2 separate regions of the Ovis aries genome follow, and region 2 is linked to region 1. A link is a contact called in public Hi-C data. All regions are on one chromosome and are shown on one strand. The core of a region is the stretch at or near the end of the contact, and the rest is flanking DNA. Distances in the headings are between cores, read along the strand shown. Region 1 has its middle 50 kb from the start of CAMK1D. Region 2 holds the start of CAMK1D (calcium/calmodulin dependent protein kinase ID).

Region 1 (6,795 bases), core at 213-2,712:
TACAACCTGCTTACTATGGACTTACTACAGCAAATGAAGACATGGACATCAGTCACCTTGGCAGCTCAGGCATGATGAACTCCACAGACATTTTATTTAGCATTTATTGGCACCTACTGTGCACCAGGCACACTAAGCACCGCAGACAAATTCCCGTGATTTAAAAGAACTTATAAGCTATGCGTTCCAACCATCCAGTAGGCTCTTATATCCAATTTACACCCTCTCCACTCAGAATAACTCTTAGGAGGAGCTCACGGATTCGTAAAGCTGTCCATCCCACTTTTGGTAAGGTTCTCCCTGAGGTTATTTCATAATTCATCAGTTATGCAGACGGAACTGTTGCCAGCTAACACCTCTTGCTAAGAGCATGAATTACTCCTGTCCCGAAGTGTCCCAGCCACCTCTTACCCTGTGACTCAGCAAGATGGCAGATGGGGGACTTTCCTGGTGATCCAGTGGTTAAGATTCTGCGCTTCCAATTCAGGGGCTTGAACCTTGGTCAGGGAAATAAAATCCCACATGCTGCAGTCCCCCCTGCCCAAAAAAGGCAGACAGTTTGTCAGACCTGAAAGTTGACAATTCACCAAACAGATGCTGTGTATCATGATATCAGTCAGAAATAGGTGGTTTCCAGTGTCTAGATGCTAGATTTTAGATGTTTGCTTGATGTTCAGCCTGTGCAATCAGGGCCCAACAGGAGCAAATTAATCTTTTAGGCTCTTGGATGATGAGTCACAAATTCCATAAAAGGCCCACTTCCAGCCTCTGGCACTGAAGATTAATAGCTCTTCACCCTGAGTGTTTAAGTGTTTGATCCTCTGGAGACAGATGCATTCTCACAGGGAGTCCTGACCAAGAGTTCTGACCCCACCCTGGTTATGAGGAAATGCTTTGCCTAAGAAGCAGAAGTTAATAGAGGTGGAGAGGCTTGATGGCTGAAGGAAACAGCTTGAAAGAAAAATCTTATTTAAAGTTTTAAAACTTAATTATGCTAGAAGATGAAGCAAAGTGTTCAAAATGTTTATGGGGAATGGCTTTGAATTTAGAGTTCTCTGCCCACTCAAATTGTCAGTCAGATGTGAAGGGACAAAAAGACACTCTTGGGCATGCATGTGTGAACTCAGAAGGTGGTTGCCCATGTCTCCACCATGAAGAGATCACTCAGAAACTACACTGGCAAAAAGAGAGAGAGAGAGAAATTTAATAAAGGGAAAGAAATGGGGTAGAACCCAGGATGTGTGCAATTAGGCTGGAAATTCGGAGAGCCTTCTGTGAAGCAATGAAATTATAGCAAGAAAAGACTGAAATTCTGTCTCCATAGGTCCATTCACACTTTGATAGGGTTCTTCCTGAGTAACTCAAAGCTCTCTAAAAAAACAGAAAGTATCTCCACTGAGCCTGGCCTTCGATCCGTCTCGTCTTCCTCCTCAGTGACTCATTCACTGACACACCCACAATAGTGCTCCACTGGGGCTGACTCAAGCAATGTCCAGCCCCTGGCCAGGCAGTGTTCCAAGCGGTCCACCTCTGACCATCTGTAGGGGATTTCCTACTGCAAGAAAGGAAGGACGACCGAGTTCATAGTTCTTGAGTCTGTCATTGATGGCTAATTTTCTGAGGCCAAAGTCAGGACATAAGACTTGAGTGTCAAGTTAAAATATACTTACCTGAACTGAATGGACAGAATATTCAAAACCAGGCAGTTCTTGAAAAATGGGATATATAACTATCATTATTGTCTTGTGATGTTTGTCTGAGACACAAGGCAGATGTGAAATTCTGAGGTCCTGACCCAGTGGGCACGTGGATAATAACCCTTTGACATGAATCTCTTCTTTTTTTAATATTCACTTTCTTATTTGGCTGGGTCATATTTGCAGCACTTGGAATCATTAGTTGCAACATGCAAATTCTTAGCTGTGGCACATGGGATCTAGTTCGTTGTTGTTGTTGTTGTTGTTGTTGTTGTTGTTCAGTTGCCCAGTCATGTCTGACTCTTTGTTACCACATGGACTGCAGCACACCAGGCCTCCCTGTCCCTCACCATCCCCTGGAGTTTGCCCAAGTTCATGTTCATTGCATCAGTGATACGCCAGCCTGACTAGGGATCAAACCCAGGCACGCTGCATTGGAAACTTGGAGTCTGAGCCACTTGGACCACCAGGGAAGTCCTTAAATGCCTTCTTTGAGGGGTCCTCCCAGTGACACTCTCACCTGGGCAGGGGAAAGATATTTGGTGCTTTAACAGGCTTATACCTAGGCACTCCTATAAATCTACAGTCTTTAGAAATCTATTTGATGATTATAAGGGCTTATTGATTGGGGGTGCAGGGAGAGAGAAAGTATTTGACAACTCAGACTCTCCTCTTTTGTCCCTAAAAATGGACCCCACACTGTGTCTCCCACTTAGCAAACAAGTTCCTCCTTTGGAAGGCAGTTAGGGAGCTTGCTGTTGTTACTCTAGCATTACCTCTAGGGTCCGGTGGGATAATCTGTTTTTAAGATTTGTTTTATTTATTTGGCTGCATCAGGTTTTAGTTTCAGCATGCAGCATCTTTAGTTGTGTCTTGAGGGCTTAGTTGTCCCTCAGCATGCGGGATCTTAGTGCCCCAACCAGGGTTTGAACTTTGCATTGAAAGGTGGATTCTTAACCACTGGACCACCAGGGAAGTCCCTGGGGTTGGGGATATTAACTTCACTTAAACAACTTATTGAACAACTTGTTCTTCCTACCCCTTAGAATATCCTACCTCAGAACAATTCTGAAAAATATGACTTTCTATCTCACCACTTTTCCATGATATATTAATGTCTCTTAGCAATTGATGCCACTTTGGCCACCTCATGCGAAGAGCTGACTCATTGGAAAAGACTCTGGTGCTGGGAGGGATTGGGGGCAGGAGGAGAAAGGGATGATAGAGGATGAGATGGCTGGATGGCATCACGGACTCGATGGATGTGAGTCTGAGTGAACTCCGGGAGTTGGTGATGGACAGGGAGGCCTGGCGTGCTGCGATTCATGGGGTCGCGGAGAGTCAGACACGACTGAATGACTGAAGAACCATATAAGCTAACTGGTCTACCCCTCAATGCCTTTTGAACAGAAGCCCTGAGGAAATGCTACAACTCTAGGAACCAGTATTGAGAGATGGATCTCTGGGCCTACCTCCTCTCTTTGGGGCCCCTGCAAAGGGCCCACTCGTCTTGGCCTCCAGACACCCTGGTGCCAGCTGAGAGGGAAGGTAAGAACCAGGAGGAGTCTTTTCCCTCTGGAGGTTATATCACCCTTGGTGAACTCTGCCACAAGAGGGAGATAAGGGCTGAGAGGCTTGTTTCCCACAGAGTTTGTTTCACGCCCAGTAGACACATGCCCCAAATCCAGAGAGGCCGTAGGCGCCTTGCAAATATTTACCTGGCTACATGGCAACAGGGCAGTACTATTTAACAGAAAAGGCACATGCCCTGCACTTCATTCTCTCCACACACATAAAAAAGGCCACTTTCTTTTCTGTGACTATCTCTCCATGTGAAGATTGCATTCCTTTCATTTCCAAATCATCCAGTTATCCAGGGTTTAAACATCCAACAGAGATGATATCAGATTTGCCTTCACGTGTGAAGTGGCCATCACTCGGCCTTGGATTTCAGATTCATCCTCGTGTTCTCAGAAATGAGAACCACAGCACTGCAGACTTTCCTTGACCTGCTGCATATCTCCTACTGATAAATTAAGAACACCCTGGTGGCCCAGATGGTGAAGAATCTGCCTGTAGTGCAGGAGGCCCGGGTTTGATCCTGAGGTTGGGAAGATTCCCTGGATGAGGAAATGGCAACCCACTGCAACGTTCTTACCTGGAAAATTCCATGGACAGAGGAGTCTGGCAGCCTATGTCCATGGGGTCACAAAGAGGCAGACATAACTGAGTGACTCACACACACACACACACACACACACACACACACACACACACAAGTGTTTGGTGCTTACAGAAATCCATAACAGAGCACGATAGAGAAAGGAACCAGGACATGATCTTCCTTTTCATCAGGAGCTGAGGGAAAAAATTAAGTGCTTTCAGAGACCCACCTAACTGAGCGGCCTTCTCCTCGAAATACGTAAGCAACTGTGGGCTTGGTACCATGGCAATGGCGTGTTACTAGAAAACTTGTCAAAAGGTCAAGCTCATATGAAGAACAAGGGGAAGGCCTTAGTCACTGAAAACTCACACAGCAAGACAGGCAGTTGCCTCTGTGTGAACAGCACTCTCAGATGTGCCGTATGCCACAGCTGGGAAGCACAAGGGCCTCCTGCAGGAGGAACGGCACACACGTTAACAACCATCTCGTCAAGCAGCACTTGCATGGCACCATCTTGTGGTGAATCCATTTAGCAACTTGAGAGAAAGAGGAAGCCCATTTTTTCCATTTTATTAATTTTGTGATGTGCAGTATTTACACTCTTTTTGATAAATTTAAATAGATTGAGCTTCTACTTCCTAATGATACAAAGGAGTTCAGGATACATTTTCCATTGGATCTAAGAGTGAATAAATACTGACTGAGATTTCCCCACCCCAAAGTCAGTGACTGTGAAATTCAGGAAACAGATACACACTACTATATAAAAAATAGACAAACAACAATGACCTACTGTATAGCACAGGGAACCAGATTCAATATCTTATAACAACTTAAAATGGGAAAGAATCTGAAAAAATATGTGTGTGTGTGTGTACACATATATAGGGAGAACGGAATCACTTTGTTGTATACTTGAAACTAACATAACATTGTCAATCAATTACAGTCCAACGAAAACTAAATACATAATAATAAACAAAATCAAGGAAAATTTTTGAGCAAGACATTTGTTTCACAGAAAATTATTTTTTAATGACAATTACCTTTCTTTATTTGAGAAAAAAAAAAAACTTCATCCCAAGGTTCAGGTGATTCCATTGTACAACCTCATTTCCAGGCAATTTCAAAGATAAGGGAATTTTTCCAGATACGATCATTGATGGATTGGTTTCAAACAACCTGAAAGGAACATAAGGGCCTGAGCACATGAGTCTATATTCTTCTGTTTTCCTTTTCACCTCGAGAAAGAGTTAACCAGTGGTCTCCCTAAAATTTACATATCAACCATGCATCCTGTTCATGTATGAAAACTTCACATGATTGAATGTGCACCTGCAGAACCAGAGCCGAAACCCAGGTCCCTGAATTTCTAGGCTTGTGGCCTTTGCTGAAGATCTCAGAGCTTTGCTTAGCTAGTGAACCCACGTGAGTTCCGCATTTGTGTGGTGAAGAAGTCAGTTGCAAATCTGTGACTGAGCTCTCATGGGGAAATATACCTGAGCAAGACAGCCAGCCCCGTCAAGATGAGGACTAGAAAAGCTCCAGGCCACAGTCAGGATTCTTTATGTTGCTAGCCCAGCCTTACAGCAAACACTGTCGCCCACCCCTCACCCAAAACTCACCAGCCTGTAGGCTACCCCTGCTCCCAAAATCTTCTCAAGTCCTGCACTTAAGGTAACATGGTGATATCACAGTGCCAAGTTCACAGAGGGCACTCAGTGACTGCTCTTGACCTGTTACTGATGACCCCCAATGTCTGAAACATATTGGCCATGAAATAAATACTTTGTTGACTGCATTTTAAAAAAGTTAAATCAGAATTCTCTCTGAAGCCACTACGGAGAACAGTATACAGGTTCCTTAAGAAACTAAAAATAGAGTTACCATAGGAACCAGCAATCCTACTCCTGGGCATATATCCAGAAAAGAGGAAAACTCTAATCAAAAAATACACACACCCCAATATTTATATACAGCAGCACTATTTACCACAGCTAAGAGATGTGGAAGCAACCTAAGTATACATCAACAGGTAAATGGATAAAGAAGATGTGATATATATATATAGACATATATATACACACACACACATATATTGTTGTTGTTGCTCAATTGACAAGTCATGTCTGACTCTTTGCAACCCCACGGACTGCAGCATGCCAGGCTTCCCTGTCCCTCACCATCTCCCAGAGTTTGCCCAAGCTCATGTTCATTGAATCGGTGTATATGTATATATTTATACATAAACGTATATGTATAGATTTATATAATGAAATGCCACTCAGCCATGAAAAATAATGAAATATTACCATTTACAGCAATATAGATAGAACTAGAAATTGTCATACTTAAATAAAGTCAGACAGAGAAAAAAAATATCATGATACCACTTAAATGTGGAGTCTAAAAAAGTGATGTAAATGAAGTTGTTTATGGAGCAGAAATAGACTCACAGACATAAAAAATAAACTTATGGTTACCAAAGAAGAAAGAGGTGGGGAGGGATAAATTGGGAGTCTGAGATTAACATATAACACTACATGTAACATATAGCACTATAATACATAAAATAGATAAACAATAAGGACCTATTGTATAGCACAAGGAACCATACTCAGTATCTTGTAATAATTGAGAATGGAAAAAATCTGAAAAAGAATGTATACACAGAACTAAATCACTTCACTGTACAGTATACCTAAAACTGGTAGGCTGCAGACCATAGGGTCGCTTAGGGTCGGACACGACTGAGCAACTTCACTTTCACTTTTTGCTTTCATGCATTGGGGAAGGAAATGGCAACCCACTCCAGTGTTGTTGTCTGGAGAATCCCAGGGACGGGGGAGCCTGGTGGGCTGCCATCTCTGGGGTCGCACAGAGTTGGACGCGACCGAAGCGACGCAGCAGCAGCAGCAGCAGCATACCTAAAAC
Region 2 (7,014 bases), core at 777-3,276, 49 kb before region 1:
AAGCAACACATCCTCCTACCTTAGGACTCCACTCTCTCCAGCCCCCTCACCCTCAGCCACATGAGCATTCTCAGGATGACCACAAAGGACATGCTTCTTCTTTCTCAGCAACTTAACCATCTCAAAGTCACTCCCCCAAACCCAAATAAACCTCAAGGGTAATTTTCTAAAGTTCTGACCAAACCTCACCCCTTATCTGGCCGTGCTAACGCAAAGCTCTTTCTGTTTTCTTTTCAACAAAGACAAAAAGTCTACACCCACAGGTAGACTGGGTCCCTGAAGTGAGCACAAAACCTGGGAGACCCTATTCTCATTCTAGGTAAGTGGGAATCTCCAGGACCAGAAGCATGGAGGGATGCTTCACAACTTGGCTTTGGAGGACCCACTTCAGATATTGGGGTGGGGAGGGAAAATGACCAAGCAACTCAGTGGACCCTGAGTATGGGGCAGAAAACAATCTGGGTTTGAAAATATGGTTCTGAAAAAGCAAACCAACCACAATGACAAGCAAAAGGGGATTAAGAGGGCAGGAAAGAAGAGCATCCTAATTTGTCTTGTGAAACACCTCCTCTTTCTCTTAGCAGCTTGACCAACACCTCCATGAACCCCTGCAAAATGTTCGGCTCATACAGCAGGTATGTGTGTGAATATATATGCTTACATACTGATCACATGAGGGGAGGCAATAATTCCAACTCCAGGTTCTTCCAGCAGCAACCGATCCTCTTTCACTATCAGCCTCCCTACCTATTCTGAGGTGCTTCGAAACAAAACAAACAAAAAACAACTCTTGGGCAGAAAAGGAACAGCAGCTGAATGGAGAAGCACATGCTTGAGCCTTCCTGACATCGACTTCTGGTTATTTCTGCTTTCTTGCGATCAGCCACCAGCCTCGGACTACACACAGGCCTGGAGAGGAACCGTGGGTACAAAGACCCTCGCAGACCCTCCTTGGTGACCCGCACTCCAGAGTGTGCTGCTGAGCCTGGTGAAATGGACTGACGTTCAGGTAAGGCTCGGCCCACACGTGACCCTGCACACTGCGAAATTCCTCCCTTCCCTAATTGCGCGGCCATCCAAAGTCTTGCCTACATCGAGTACGTGCGGATGTCAATTCTCTAAGAATACATGATGTTAGAACAGAAATGGGAATGCCCGGAGCCGGATTTCCTCGTGACCACATCTCTCGCTGACACGGTGCGCCTGTGCACACAGTGAGTAGACGCACGCAGCCGGTAAACAGGAATATCCACCATGCTCAGCCCACAGTCACGCGTGGGGAGAATGAGTTGAGAGGGCGGCTGTGTCAGGGAAGTGAAAAGTCGCCCGCCTGCGACTGTCCCTGAAATCCCAGGGCCCCTCCCCGCCCCCGCGCGGCGCCCCCTCGTGCACGCGGGGCGCAGACCCACGCGGCGGACACGCGGGGGGCTCCGCAGAGCCGGGAATTGGACAATGAGGACGCGGCGACCCTCCGGTTCCTGCCGCGGTGGCGGCGACGGCGGCGGTGGCAGCGAGAACCACCTCTGCACCCGCGGCCGCTGCCACCTCCACCCTCTTCTTCCCGCTCCCCACTTACGTTCCGAGGGTCTCCTTGAACTCGAAGATTTTCTTGATGTCTTCAGCTTGCTTTTTCCAGGAGGAGCTGCTCTCGCCGTTCTCCCGGGCCATGGCAGACGAGGGCGGCGTGCGCGGAGGGCGGCGAAGCAGAGCGGCCAGGGGCGCAGGGGGCCGGGGTGGGCGCGCGAGGAGGGGGCGCCGGGGGGCGGTGGCGCGAGTGCAGCGGAGGCGCGGGCGGCGGCGCGCCGGTCCAGGAGGGCTGGGCGGGCGGTGCGGGGATGCTCGGCGCGGGAGCCGAGGAGACTTGGTGCTGCGGCAGAGCTTCCTCTTCTGCAGTTTCCTCTTTCACTCTCGCCGCCGCGGTCCCTCCCTGGCTCTTATTTCTGCGCGTCTCGGGCACAGACTTCCTGCCGCCGCTCGCCCGGCTCCTTTGCTGCCGGCTGCCAGCCTCACTTTCTGCTACTTTCTTGCCTCCCTTCTCCTCCCTCCCCGCCGCCCGCCCTGCTCCCTCCCCCCTCCTCCTCCCGCGGGCTCCCCGCCCTCTTCGTGCTCCCCGGCCGCCTCCCGCCTCCCCGCCTCCCGCGCGCTGCCGCCTTCGGGGATGTCCTGCTCCCCGGGAGCGCCGTGCCCCGGGCGCGGGGGCACCGCCGTCGCCGCCCGGTCACGCTCCCAGCCGCCGCGCGAGCCCTGGAGCCCGGGAAAGGGCAGGTGCAGGGAACCCAGGCAGGTGCGGAAGTCGGGGAGCTTGCTGAAGGACCCCGGCCCTCCGGGGCTGCCTAATTAATTCTGCAAAGTCAAGTCTGGGGGCGCGAGGGCTTTCCTCCCTAGCGGCGGGAGGGGGCGCCTCTGCGCTGCGCTTGGACGCGACTGGAAGGGGGCGGGGGTGCGAGGCCGCCCGGATGCGGGGCGCCAAGGGCGGGGGCGTCCTCCCCGGGCGTCCCGGCGCGGCGCGGGGCTGGGCGGGGGCCGGTTGTTATGGCGACGAAAGGCGGCGGCGGGGATGCTGGCGGAGGTGGGCGTTGACTCGGGCCGCGAGGCGCCGGCCGGTGGCTGACGCTCCCGGAGCCTCACGACTTGGCGACTGGAGCTAATTCGCATTGCACCAAAATCGGCGCTCGAGTCCAATAACGGCCGGGGGAGGGGGCCGCGCAGCGAGGGAGCCGGGAGCCCTGGAGCCAGGGACGCGCAGGACGTGCCAGGCGCTGCATCGTTTTCCCTTGGGGAGCTTTACTACCGGGGTTATCTGGCGGCCGGGTGGCGGGTGTATTCGGGCTCCGTGCACCGCCCAGGCTACCTCAGGCCTGGGGCTGGAGCGGGCCTGGGCGGGCCTGGACCGGCCTTCGCTCCAGCTCGACTCCTCTTGGTCTCTTCCTCTCTCCATCGGCCGAAACCCAGAGACTTAGAAGAAAGTGAAGCTCTGCCCTACACCCTCCTCGCCAGGAGGGCTGCCCCTCGTACCCCCGCCGCGCCGGGTTTAGTAGGGCACCCTGTCGTAGGGCATATACCTGGAAATGGCGTTTCCAACAGACTGGAGAAACGCGCCCAGAGCTCCCCACCCCCTCCCCAGGCCGTTCATCGCCGAGGTACAGCCTGACTGCCCATTCTTCTTCCACGTCCACCTGTCAGAGGGCGATCACTTGCGGATACCCATCCTCAACCTGCGGGGACTATCTCTTGTTTCAAAAAATTGTAGTTTTCTTCAATTAGACTATCACTCCCTGAGGGCCCCTCGACTGAGTTGGATAAACAGCCGTATGTCTTGATTGCTGACACCTGTCCCAGGACTGTTCCAATTTCACTGTGAAAGGGGGGGGGGGGGGGGGGAGGGGGATTCTACTGCCTGAAAACTTATTTAGCACCTTCTTCCTCGTTCTGACAGGCTGGATGCAGGCTTACTGCCCTCCCAAAAGCCGTCTGGACTCCCCTCCGGCCTCTACTTTTTCCCTCACCCAATGAGGTGGGAAGATAACCTGGCCTGCCCAGTCCCCCAAATCTGCGTGCTGGATTCTGCCTTTCAGGGGCTGTTAGCATAAAGCTCTCCAGGCTGGGGAGAGCAAATAGGGGATCTTGCTAAACTGACTAAATCGACAAACCCAAATTCCACCGTGAATTACTAAGGAACCTCTCAAAGTTGGGGCCTATCACCAAAAGCAAACAGCACCACGTCAAGAAGAAATATGTTTGAAGAACTGTACATAGGAGAAGTCTATTGGGGTCAAAGGTTAGGCAGTAAGAAGAGTAGGAGCCAGGCATGACTAAGATCCCAAGGGACATTCTCCCGAACCGGCCATATGCATGCGCTCATCCTTTTTCGCCCTTTTCCCTTCCTGGCACTTCTTTTTGGCCTGTTCTTCCCTATTTCACTCTTGCTCCTTGCCTACAGATTATCGTGCCACAAGAGCCCACGGTAATCCTCAGTCTCAGCTTATGTCCACATAACTAAATAAGTGGTGATGCTAAAGAAGCGTTGTACCGTTGGAAGTGCTATAGGGAGCTTCCTGTTTCTTTTGAATTTTCCATGTGCATGCATGCTAAGTCACTTCAGTCTTGTCCGACTCTGTGGGACCCTATGGACTGTAGCCCACCAGGCTCTGTCCATGAGATTGTCCAGGAAACAGTACTGGAGTAGGTTGCTGTGTGTCTTCCCAGGGATCTTCCTGACCCAAGGATCGAACTCCCATCTCTTAGGTCTGCATTGGCAGGCGTGTTCTTTACCACCAGTGTCACTTGGGAAGCCCCTGAATTTTCCAAATGATATCCATTCAGAGCACTAAGTTATCCTCAGCTGGACTGGATCCTACAGAAAAAAAATCAAAAGTTTAATGGGAGTTGAGATCAAACCAAAGGAATGATACAAAGAAGGAGGTGGAAATGCAGAAGACAAATTCAGTCTGGCTTTAGCATGGTCATTCCTCTCTTACTGGACACCATGTGAAATAAGAGATCTTGACCTTGGGAACTACAATAGAAAACAAAACCACTGTTCCCTAAGAATGATTAAACCTTAGCCTGTAAATGGCTTAATTCTGTTTGCTTGAGGACCCTTGATTGGATGACCATTTCCTCCAGCTACCGTGTTTTTCTAGAGGACTAGGTGATGGCTGTGAACTCTTCATTCCACTTCAACTCCCATCGTCAATCAGTTATTGCCTATCAGTCAAAAGCTGTTCATTCCCTAACAATTCCACTGCATAAAGCTCTGCTAGATATTCTAAATTACTAACCTCTATGTCCCAAGTCTTTATATTTCCTTAAAGCCCTTAAAATTTTTATTAAAGAACCTGAAGAACAAGTTGTTTAATAACCCATCATTAAGGACTTACCAATTTAGTGCCTATCGAACTCTCTCCAATCAATAGACCTGCCAATAGATCAGGCTTGTGTGGCCCAGATTCAGAATTGGGTGGGTGGTGTGGGGGAAATATATAGTATCTAAAGCAAATGTGTAGATTATAGCTGAAAATCTCTAAATTACCTCTATTCAGCCTTTGGGGCTTCCCAGGTAATTCAGTGGTAAAGACAGCCTTTAGTACCTAAAATGATAAACCAGGAGCACAAGCTGGGGTGGTAGAAAGAACTAGAAAGTCTGGGAAACTAGGCTTAAGTTCCAAGTCTGTTGCTAAATTTTTCTTTTTTTATTTTTTTGGCCCAACTAGGAATCAAACTCAAACCTTTGACAGTAAATACATAAAGCCCTAATCACTGGACCACCAGGGAATTCCCTCAAAATTTATTTTTTAAAATTGTATATGACAAGAACTTGCTCATATAGGACAAGATGATAAAAGGAATTAAAACTGAAGCTGAAATGCTTAGGAAAGAATCAGGAAACAATAAAATCACAGATATAAAGACTACATTGGAAATGGAACAAGGAAATTGACTTCAAAAAACTTTTAAAAGGATATAGAAAACAAGAATAGTGAGAAAATAAAATGGAAATGGGCAAAGATGAGCTGGAAAGTTATATGAAACATGAAGTTCAACATATTCATAAATGCCTTCTGAAGAAACTGCAATAATGAAACAAAAAATATTTCAAGATATTATTCAAGAAAACTTTCCAGAAATGAAGACCTTAATCTACAGATTGAAGGGGAACATGTATTAAAAAATAAATGGATGATCAATAGGAAGACATGTCCTAGTAGAACTACTTATCTCCAAAGAAATAATCCTTTGATTTTCTCAGAAAAACAAACAAAAAAGGAGTCAAGTTACATGTAATAGGAAGTATATATATCAGCCTTTCATAGGTTTCAATAGCCACATCCAATGATAGAGGCTATGTTTATAAAGTCCCTAAGGCAATCAATTGTGATAAAAGAACTTCATGATAATAACTAACACTTACTGAGTTCATATTATGCATCAGGCTTTGCTCTAAGTGCTTTACCATGTTTACTTAATAATCCTCACATCAATTATATGAAGTAGGTAATATCTATTCTTATTTTGTAGAGGAGACCAAAATTTGAAATGGTTTAGAAGCACACATGAAGCATGAATGAATAAAACCCAAGCAGCCTGGCTCCAGAGCCCTGGTCTTAAGAGTTGCACCATAATCCTGCTGTCAAAGTGTCGCTCAAATAAAAGGCATCAGATGAACAGTGAGAAATTGTTACTGAAGGAGGAGGGGATGGATGTTGAGCAAGCAAAGGTGATAGATGCCCCCTGCAGTGTAAATATCTTTTTAATGAAGAAAAGCAGGAGATTAAGAGTTGTTCAAAACCAAAATAGGGTAATGAAGTGACTGCCAGCTCCAGAAATGTATCTTTGTTTACATTTGCTTGTTTTAGTTCCACTTTTTTTCAAACCTCAAGGAACTTTTAAGTGAACTCACTCCCTTGTGTCTTTACCTGGTGGACATCACCTTTATCTTCCTACCTTACATCTGAAACAAGTCTTTGGGTTGTTTCCCAGTGTTCTCCCAGACCTGGATCTTGCTCTTTTACAGCTGACTTTGAAACACAGTCTTTTCGGTTCATATTAGAATTAAGAGTCTATTCTTAGCTCAGTGCAGTGCATTTGACAATACGCACAAGGTGCATTTATAAAATTGACGCTAAAAAAAAAATCCTAGTGGTCCAGTGGTTAGGACTCAGTCCTTTCACTGCTGAGGCCCCAGGTTCAATCCCTGATCAGGGAGCGATGATCCTGAAAGCCATGCAACACAGGCAAATAAATAAAAATAAAATTGAGGACGCTGAAAACAGTTCCCTCTTACATGGGGAACCAAATCCAAACAGAAATGGCACCTCCTCTGATTTTCTACCCAGATTAGGATCTACAACAGACACTGAAATAGAATCTCATTAATTTATATTTGAACTTAATGGTATACTCTAAACAACTGAAGGAAGTACACTGGATGACGCACACAAATGCATTTACAACGTTTGAAGGCATTTAGTCAATAAATACACTGTTTCACATAAGCAAAGCCAAGCCTACATG

What was found. Hi-C and Micro-C count contacts between places; a contact is called where the count stands out from the background.
Region 2: a Hi-C map of tail adipose tissue shows a contact between it and region 1, with 4 times the contacts expected there. The contact joins the promoter of CAMK1D here to the enhancer-like site in region 1. A contact is called at or near these places in 7 of 16 Hi-C or Micro-C datasets (blood, hypothalamus, liver and 2 more).

What each region holds. Positions count from the first base shown.
Region 1 is chr13:16,225,433-16,232,227 of ARS-UI_Ramb_v3.0, reverse strand. No RefSeq gene overlaps it. Among named protein-coding and RNA genes, the nearest start is that of CAMK1D, 50 kb to the left of the region's middle. Within about 2 kb of position 1,462, at least 10 of the 54 cell types and tissues checked have an H3K27ac peak or open chromatin away from gene starts, as enhancers often do. A contact at or near this core is called in tail adipose tissue, where this site is marked.
Region 2 is chr13:16,274,300-16,281,313 of ARS-UI_Ramb_v3.0, reverse strand. It overlaps CAMK1D (calcium/calmodulin dependent protein kinase ID), which reads right to left and starts at 2,026. Exons shown (of 11, transcript XM_027976539.2): 1 at 1,577-2,026. The coding sequence starts at 1,668.